Linked DNA regions of Sus scrofa: regions 1 and 2 are each linked to region 3. A link is a contact called in public HiChIP or PLAC-seq data. All regions are on one chromosome and are shown on one strand. Each heading gives the region's core, a stretch centred on a gene start, on an enhancer-like site or on the middle of the called end of the contact. The rest is flanking DNA. Distances are from core to core; before and after follow the strand shown.

Region 1 (3,147 bases), core at 194-2,693, 600 kb after region 3:
CCCCACGATGGTCAATACTCACGTAAAGTTGCTCAGACCACCTCCTAACTGTCCCCCCAGGATCCCACCCTAAGAATCCGCGCAGGTCCAGCCCTCTTTAATTGGCTGAGGTCAGCGTTTGAGGGTCCCTCCAGTCCCATCCCCCCTCCCCTCGCCCTCAGTACTTTATCTAATAGAGGAAAGAGCACAGTGGGATTGGCTGAATCCCTGCTGGTCTAGGGATGGGTTTTAAGCATTGTATACTATTGGAACCATGTGTGTGTGTGTTGGGGGGCCGGTTTTAGGCGGCTGAGTCCCACCCAAGCGAGTCCAGCTTCGGGACCTCGCACAGCCCCGGTGCCCCCTCGCTTCCCCGAGGTCAGGAGGAGCCCTGGGCCTCTGGCAGGAACTCTGCCCCTGCCCCTCCCCTCGGTTCCCGCAGGTCGACCCCCTCCCCACCCCAGCAGCCCGAGCAAGCCGTGGGGAGGGAAAGGGGGAGACGAAGGACCAAAGCTCCCCTAGACTAAGGCCCTGGGCGCAGCGCTGCCAAGGAGCAGCGGCGGCTCAGGGCGAACCCGTGCGCCTCAAAAGTTGGTCTCGCGCTGAGCCTGGGAGACGAGGTGCGGAGTCCGCAAAAACTGACCTGGTTCGCGGCCCCAGGACGAACAGGCTTCCAACACTGCTTCCGCAGGTTAGGTCCAACCTGGGCGGTGTTGCCGTGGGCGGGGTCAAGGGTCAGGGGTCGGAGGTCCCGCCGTCCGCCCATCAGGCTCTGGGGCAGCTCAGCGATGCGGATGGAAGAGAGGCCTAGCAGGGAGTTCGTGCTCCGCGGGGTCCTGGGCTCCATCCCCAGCGGGATTGGAGGCCAGGATGCCTGGACCTGAGTCACATGCCGGGCCTTAGGTTCCCCCAGCTCAACTTTAGGTGCCCTGGATTCAGGCCAGGTGTCCAGCTTGTAGTCAAGTGACCAGGCTCCACTGGCCACTGTCTGCCCCTCAAGGCTGCGACTTTAAAAGCTGGAGATTTCCTGATGATCCCCAAGCTTTTGGCATAAAAGCTGTGATTGGTGATTGTTCAACAAAGCAGATGGATGAGTGAGACCCTTCAGCTGAGAAGAGGGATGTAGGGACAAAGGAGGAGTCTCAGGTGCAAAGAGAAGAAGTTCAGGGAAGGCTCTCGGGAGAAAGGGCACGGGGTGAGCACCGCCCACCCACCAATACACCACCTCTTTGACACACTCCACGTTCAGGCCCCCCAGCCCCGTTTTTCCAGATACCAACACCTAGGTAGGCCTGCAGCCTGCAACTGCAAGCCCAAGTGTCAATTCAGGTATTTCTGGGTCCAGAGTCCTGACTCTGGGGAAACAAATGACACTCAGCCTCCAGGATAGAAAGTCCCCAGTGAATGCTTAGGACCGACCTCTGTGCCCTCTATGAGGCGAAGCAACGTGAGCCAGAAGGTCAAACGCACCTGGTAACCAAGCCCTCCTCTCTGGGCACATCCTTGGGGTTCTTCCAACGCCCCATCTGACCTCGGGTGGAGGTCCCAGTGAAGAGATCAATGTGGGCTCTGTTGGTGCTCCGGCGCCCTCTAGTGTCCGTCCCCTCTAACGCCAGTTCTCTGCCCTTCCTGCCTCTCTCTCCAGCCCTGAGGGCTGCACTGGCCTTGGGCACCTTCCAGCCCGATTTCCTTCCTCCTCTCGAAGGGCAATGACGTGCTCTGCAGATAAGGGTCTTTCTCTCTTGGAGTCTCCCAGGGCACTTATCCCTCCCCCCCCACCCAGAGGGGAATGGATAAAGATGTGGGGTGAGCCACACACACGCACAAACACACACACACACACACACACACACACACACACGGGCGCACGCACCCACACACAGAAATATCATTGCCATTAAAAAGAATGAAATAATGCCGTTTGTAGTAACACGGATAGACCTGGGATTATCATACTAAATGAAGTGAGCCAGAGAAAGACAATATCATATATCTCCTATATATGTAATTTTAAAAAAATGATAGGAATGATCTTATTTACAAAAGAGACTCGCAGACACGGAAAGCAAATTTATGGTTACCGAAGGTGAAAGAGGGGTGGGGGAGGGATAAATTAGGAGGTTGGGATTATATACATAGTACTGTATATAAAATAGATAACCGACAAGACCAACTGTATGGCACAGGGAAAAATATTCAATAATTAATAATAACCTATAAGGGGAAATAATCTGAAAAGGAATATATATATTCATATACTGAATAATATATATTCATATGCTGAATCACTGTGCTGGACACCTGAAACTAACACAATGTTGTCAATCAACTATACTTTAGTTCTTAAAAACTTGTTAAAAAGATTTTCAGTGAGTAGGAAAAAAATCTCTTGCATGTTTCATGTTGCATAGAATGCAATCAGAAATATTTCCACAGAACACATGGAACACTAAAATTCATCACCATAAGGTGAGTGAAACTCAAGTCTGGGGATTTTCTGTAGGCTTCTCAAGATTTCATCCTCATAGTTTAGGTCCTTCCCCATCAATTAGCTCCACTGGCCGTGACCCAGTTCCTGCTAAAGAGAAGAACAGGCTAACTGGAATGGGATGATCCCCAAATTAATGGGCCAGTGTGTGCTTGTCCCAGGATATGGGCTACACCTGCTTACAGGACTGGGACTTCAACCTTTAGCTCGTTAACTACAGGTCACAGTATTAACGACCATTTAAAGGGGGCGGTTGTGTTTCCTCAATTTAAGGGAAGCCTTCTAGGCATCTGACTCTTCCTTTTGTAGAGAATTCACTAGGAATAAGATACTGGTCTGAGGCAAATATTGGACAATCAAAAGATTTATTTTTTCCTGCTAACTGAAAATCTTTTTAACAACAACAAATTTTTTTCTCTTTTTTTGACCTCCCCGCACCAGGTGTCAAATCCAAGTCATGACCCAATCTTCTGGGTCGGGATCAAACCTGGGCCCCAGTGCTCCAGAGATGCTGCTCAACCCACTGCACCACAGAAGGCACTCCTAACAAAAATATTTTAAATTGAAATATAGTTGAATATAGCTCATTCACAACCTACATATGTAGCTGATGCATAACATATGTTAACGTGTAATATATATACACACCATTGTTCAAAGTTGTTATCTCACGCATCATA
Region 2 (3,399 bases), core at 329-2,828, 540 kb before region 3:
CACAGAGGAAACATTAAGATTGCTGTCTTATGCCCATGAGTTCCTTGTTCACTGTACTGACGCCAAAATTCCACGTGTCCTTTTTGTCACTACAAGGTATTTCAATCTAATAGCCTAAACAGTGAATTAAACACATAAGCTATTTAACTTCCGGTGTCTATGTGTTTTTACATTTTTAGCATCAGGTTACTTAGTATATTAAAACATCATTTGGTATCACATTGACCAAGGAATCTGGTAAGTAATGCTTGCCATGTATGGCAAGGCCTGAACTCACAGCAAAGATAAAAATGTAATTATTAGTAGATCAGATAATACAATTACAGACATACCTCAGAGATACTTCAGGTTCAGTTTTCCACATCAATGCAATGATGTGACTACCACAATAAAGTGACTCAGTTTTTGGTTTTTCAGTGCATATAAAAGTTATGTTTACACTATACCGTAGTCTATTAAGTGTGCCATGGCATTATGTCTAAAAAACAATTATACATTAAAGAAAACAGCATTAATTTAAAAATAATGCTGACGGAAAAATGGTACCAACAGACCTGATTGACACATGGTTGTCACAAACCTTCAATTTGTAAAAAATGCAATATGTGCAAAGTGCAATAAAGTGTAACAAGGTGTGCCTGTATATAGTAAGATTTAGAATGTTGATTACAGAAAAAGGGACACTTGAACAGGATTCTGGAGGATAAATGAATCAGGTTGGAGGTGGAGTGGAAACGCACTGAAGAAAAGGAAGCTGGGAAGCAGTTCACCGAGGCTGGAATAAAGGATATTACTGGAGGGCTGAGAAGTGCAGCGACAACAGGATGGATTAACAGGATGAATGCCCTTGCTGGACATTCTAAGCTAAAGAGTCTGAATTAACTTCCTCTAGAGAGTGCATTCGTTTCTCCAGGGAGCCTGCCCTGACGACAAGGGGGACAGACGCCTAGCGCCCCTGCTGCAGCAGCCTCCAATCCAAACAGGCTCCGCGCCACAGTTACTGTTTACACGTCTGTCTACCCCGGACACTGGGCTCGTCTACGTCAGTATCTAGTCTCCCTCAGGACCGTCTCCCAGCGCGGGACCGGCGGGAGGAGCTCCTTACATGTCTGTCGAAGGCCGGTGGACGAAGCGACTCTCCCGGCGACCTCTAAGGTCCCTACGATTCTGAGAGTCTGGGGTTCCAGAGTCACTGGCAGTATTAAAATGTCCTCTATGGGGGTGGGGCGGGAATGCCGGCGAGTCCCCGAGGGTTGCGGGCCTACGTCCACGACCCTCGCGCACTGCCTCCGAAGCGCGCGCCGCAGTCCCGGAGTGCGGCCCTCCCCGCCGAGACCCAGGAACCAGCCTGAGTCAATGCTCCCGGCCCAGCTCCAGCCAGGCCCCCAGGCGACGGCCTCACCTGGACAAGACCTCTAGGTCTTCCAGCGCAGAAAGCAGCCGCTCGCGAGTGCTGTTGCCGCTCGCCGCTCCCAAACCGCCGCCGCCCGACCGCTCCTTCTCCTTCTCGCCGCTCGAAGACGCCGCCATCCTCCCGACACACTAACAGCCGGCGCGTGCGCAGCTGCGCTCTAAGGAAGAGTGTCGGTCCGCGGGCGGAAGGAAGGGTCACAGAGGCGAGGTAGAGAGCCTGGGCCAGAGCGCCCCCTGCGCGCCTGGAGGTGTCTTGCAGGCGCCGGCGCCATCTGCTGGGCTAGTGAGGGCTTCTTGGGTCCAACCCGCGAGCGAGGGCCAAACCCAGAACTGGGGGCCCAACGCGGTCAGGTTTCCAGCACCTTAGCTTATTCAAGCAGCTGCTCAGTGGAGTTTGTTTGTTTGTTTTTTCCTTTTTTTTGGCCGCCTCGCGGGCATACGGAGTTCCTGGGCCAAGGATCAAATCCCAGATACATTTGTGACCTACCAATCGCTGGATCCTTTAACCCACTGTGCCAGCTGGGGATCAAACCCGCGTCCCAGTGCTGCAGAGATGCCCCTAATAGTGTTGGGCTGTGCCACAGTGGGAACTCCTGCTCAAGGGCATTTGTGGGAATTACATAATGGCCTGCATCTTGTGTCAGTGTCTTTGAGCAATGGGCCGGGGACCTACCGGATTTATCGCTGTTTAGTCTGCGTTCCCATAATGCTATTTCCACCCTCTGTTCGGGCTCTCAGGGAGGCTGTGAGCTCTTTAGGACAGGAAATGTAATCCTTATTTTCTTTAATTTTTTTTTTCTGTGGTCACATGCATTCAGCATAAAATTACTGTGTTAATGGTGTGTAAGTGTACAATTCACTGGAATTAGGTATATTCATATTGTTGTGCTACCAACACCAGCATCCTCTGGCCTTTCTGTAGTCACACCCCTTCATTCATTCGGCTCCAGTCATTCTGGTTCTCAAGCACCAGGACGCTCCTGCCTTAGGGCATTGGCACTGCTGTTCTCCCTGCCTTCATGGGTTGCCCCCCAGAAAGTCACAAGGCCATCTGCTCTTGGGACACAAACTGCACTTTCTTCGGGACCCCCACCCTGGCCACCTTGTTTACAACTGCCGTCTCACCTCCACCTTCCGCCACCTTTACCCAGCTCTTCATTTTTTCCTACAGCATTTGTCATCTTCTAACATTTCACCTAAGTCAGTTGATGTGTGCTCTGCTAATTGTCTCCTCCACTAGGATATAAACTCCATGAGGGCAGAGTCTCTTGGAACTTCTCAAAGACCTAGCCCCAGTCTCAGAATACTGTCTGAAACACGGTGAGTCCCAATAACTATTATTGGATTTGTTGTTGACAGAGGTGCTGAAATCATCAGAAACTGAAAACAAACTGTAGTTATCTATAGTTTTGCCTCTAATTGGTAAAATCTTATTTTCAATGATTTCTGTCCATAGTCTCCTGAAGATTCTTTTTTTTTTTTTTCTTTGCTTTTTAGGGCCGCACCCATGGCATATGGAGGCTCCCAGGCTAGGGGTCCAATTGGTAACTGCCAGCCTATACCACATCAGATTCGAGCTGCGTCTGCCACCTACACATCATCTCACGACAACACCAGATTCTTAACCCACTGAGCAAGGCCAGGGATCAAACCTGCAACCTCATGGTTCCTAGTTGGATTCATTTCTGCTGCACCATGACAGGAACTCCCTCCCAAAGATTCTTAAAAGCAACTTCAAATATTTATGGCATCTTCAACCAAAAAATGGAATATTCAGGAGTTCCCATGGTGGCTCAGTGGTTGACGAATCCGACTAGGAACCATGAGGTTGCGGGTTCGATCCCTGGCCTCGCTCAGTGGGTTAAGGATCTGGCATTGCCATGAGCTGTGGTGTAGGTGGCAGATGCGGTTTGGATCCCACGTTGCTGTGGCTCTGGCATAGGCTGGCGGCTACAGCTCCGATTCGACCCCGAGCCTGGGAACCTC
Region 3 (3,259 bases), core at 262-2,761:
TTTTATTCTTTTCGATGCTACTGTAAATGAAATTTCCTTTTGTCTTTTTTTTTTTTTTTTTGTCTTTTTAGGTCCGCACCCACGGCACATGGAGGTTCCCAGGCTAGGGGTCTCATCAGAGCTATAGCCGCCGGCCACAGCCACAGCCACACCAGATCCGAGCTTCGTCTGCGACCTACACCACAGCTTAAGGCAACGCTGGATCCTTGTCCCACTGAGTGGGGCCAGGGATTGAGCCTGCAACCTCATGGTTCCCACTCAGATTCGTTTCCACTGCACCAAGACAGGAACTCCAAAATTTCCTTTTTGGGTTGTTCATTGTTAGCATATAGAAATGCAACTGCTTTTTGTGCCACTTTGTTGAATTCATTTATTAGTTCTAACAGAGGTATGTGTGTGTGTGTGTGTGTGTGTGTGCGCACACACACACGCACACACAACCTGCCTTTCTACATATAGGATTATATCATCTGTGAACAGACATAATTTTACTTCTTTCTTCCCAACTGGAATGCCTTTTATTTCTTGCCTAATGTTACTGCAGCGAGTCAAGCCATGCTGAGGATTTTATTGGGGATGGGGAAGGGGAGAAATGATTAGACTTGGGACATAATTGGCAGGTAGAACAAATGGAATTGCTGACTTGGATGTCAGCTGTGGGAGGAGAGAAAGAAGCTAAGAATGATCTCTAGGGTTAGAGTCAGATTGACTGAATCTTTGTGATGCCACTTGATTAGATGGGGTAATGGGGGAGTGTGCACTTGGGAGGGAAGAGAACAGCTCTGTTTCAGCCTTATTAATTTTGGCTCTGGATGTGGATAATAAAGACAAAAGCAAGAGAATGTGCTGAGAAGACATCAGAAGACAGACTTTGGGGGCAGGCTCACACTTAGAAAAAGAGGAATCAGAAAGGGAAGTAGAGGGAACAATACAAGGGATAGAATAAGAACCAACGAAGTTAGAGAAACAAGGAGGAGAAAGTTATAAGCAACTGGCAGTGGTTAACTGTGCCACACAAATTGAGGAAGGAAGATGAGGACCGAGAAAGGACCTTTTACGTGAGCAACGAGGATGCCATTGATAACTTCTGACAGCATTTTCAGCAGAAAAGGTAAGGCTTCCGCTCATGTGCAAGTAAGCTGAAAAAGCAAGTGGGTGATGGGAATTGCTCTAAATAGTTCTGGAGTTCTGTACTTATAAGGTGGTGTTGATATTAGCATTGCCATGGAAACAAAAACATTTAGGAGAACTAAAAGCAGCTTAAAACCCCAACTCTAGCCTGTCATAGCCCCTTGATCTGTTGTGAATAATGCTAATGAAACAGTCATTAGAGGGCAGAGCTAAGTCAGGTTTCTGTCTTCAGATGTCGCCTTCTTGAGAAGGAAGGAAGCAGCAGCACTCACACTAAAGTTCTGTAAAGCGCAGACAACTTGCTGACCAGAGTTCCTTATTCTCTTGCTATTGGCTGACACTGCTCATAAAGTATAATTTGCTGTTTCATTTTTCTCTTAAACAAGCAAGCTGGATTACTTGGAGGAGGAAGATAGCAGAGACAGGAAGACAAAATCTAAGGCAGCTGAAAGAAGGGAAACTCAGGTGAGCGTTTTTATCTTTGTTAAGTCATTGTTAACAATCAGGCTCTGCTTATTGCTTCACAGAAGAATAATTTTTGAAAAGCAAGTTTTATATTGTTCTACTATAAACTTTTTCCTACCATATACATGGTAGTTCGAAAAATATTGGGAAAGTCCAAAAATAAAAAAAAAAAATGGAAGGAAGCAAAAGCCACCACTGAGGTAGTATCTAATGGGTATTTTGGGGGTGTTTCTTTCCATTCCTTATTATGTGTCTGCGTGTGATTTTAGCTGATTTTCATAGTTATGTTCGAAAACATGGATAAGTTTATATTTCTTTTTTCGGTTAAAGCATACATTTTTCCACATTGCTGTAAATGCTTCATAATTATAATTAAAAATTGCTGCATAAATTGCACTGAAGAGATTTACTATACTTAAGCATTCCCCTGTTTGGGTCACTGTACCATCTTTCCTAGTTTTCATAGACTGGGTCATTTGATTATGTAAGATATATTTTTTTCCAGTCAGGGTCTTATTCTTTGAGGAGAGGAGGTTAAATTTGAGAATGTAAGTTTCACTAAATTTACCGAAGGGAAGGCGTGTGTGAGAACATGTGCTTATAATCTGCTTATTACCCCCCTTGCAGCCACAATCGGCAGTTCCCAATTCTGGCTATACATTGTCAGAATCACCTGATTCTGGGCAGATTAGAAAATTACCTTTAGAATGATTGAAACTTAACTTGTGGTGATGAGTCAGTCATCTGCAGTTGGTTTTTCATTTTTTTTTTCAACTTTCAAGAATTTCCCAGGTTGTTCTAATGAGTGGCAAGCTTAAAACTGTTCTAGGTTATCTGAAATGCCTTCCTATCTCTGACCCATACCCGAAAAGTAATACATTTTACAGGAAAGGGAGATACCCTATTAGGCAAGCCACCTAAGTCTTCCTTTCAATACTATATAAATAATGCAAGAGTCATCTGAGGAAAACATAAGACTTCTAGAAATTTCTATCATCACCTCAACCCCATAAACTCTTGAGACAAGGGTCTACTTGAGCGTTTCAATTTACTAATGCTTTAAAGTGATGAGTTTGTTTCCAGCGCATTAGTGGTTAGAAATGAGAGAGGTAGAGCCTCCAGAATGATCTAAAAGCATCAAAATCAAGCACAGCATCTCTTAGTGTTCTGCCAAGGTAGCCTGACTTCATTTCATTTGCAAACTTTTCAAGGGTCCAAACACAAAAAGGGCATTTTAATAGCTGGCCACTGCTACTAAATTGTATGAATAGGTATAAATTTCATTAATATTAAAAGGCACAGCAAAGACTGATTGGATTAAATTGGGAAGCAGCAGGTGGATGACCCTGGCTTTCCAGGAGCAGAGACTTGGCACTTACCTCCTCTGGACCCTGTGTCCCCAGAAGGAAAGTGGACAGACTTTATACCAGAGCTGTGCTCTGATTTCTTTAATCAGGAATAGAGAATAGAACAAAGGCAGCTAAACCAGGTTGAAGCCTCCCCCAGCAGGGATATAAGTCTCTTGACTCAACCTAACTTGATCAAGAGTCCAAGGAGAAACTCTCTTCTTGTTTTGGCTCAGTGGAGAATATTCATTTAGCACCCTCTCTGAAGAACATAAACATCACAGAATACTTCACTACTTAGAAAACTCCTTTATATA

The links. HiChIP or PLAC-seq counts read pairs in DNA pulled down with a chosen protein or histone mark.
Region 1: an H3K27ac HiChIP or PLAC-seq map of alveolar macrophages shows a contact between it and region 3. The contact joins the promoter of LOC106505288 here to the promoter of CYSLTR2 in region 3. A contact is called at or near these places in 3 of 5 promoter capture datasets (fetal liver, fetal skeletal muscle and liver) and 1 of 2 datasets of contacts at active chromatin or transcription factors (alveolar macrophages).
Region 2: an H3K27ac HiChIP or PLAC-seq map of alveolar macrophages shows a contact between it and region 3. The contact joins the promoter of MED4 here to the promoter of CYSLTR2 in region 3. A contact is called at or near these places in 2 of 5 promoter capture datasets (fetal liver and liver) and 1 of 2 datasets of contacts at active chromatin or transcription factors (alveolar macrophages).

The regions. Positions count from the first base shown.
Region 1 is chr11:18,414,065-18,417,211 of Sscrofa11.1, reverse strand. It overlaps LOC106505288, which reads right to left and starts at 1,443. Exons shown (of 3, transcript XM_021065322.1): 1 at 623-1,443. The coding sequence starts at 826.
Region 2 is chr11:19,550,037-19,553,435 of Sscrofa11.1, reverse strand. MED4 (mediator of RNA polymerase II transcription subunit 4) reads right to left here and starts at 1,578. Exons shown (of 7, transcript XM_013978727.2): 1 at 1,403-1,578. The coding sequence starts at 1,530.
Region 3 is chr11:19,009,267-19,012,525 of Sscrofa11.1, reverse strand. CYSLTR2 (cysteinyl leukotriene receptor 2) reads left to right here and starts at 1,511. Exons shown (of 3, transcript NM_214130.2): 1 at 1,511-1,596.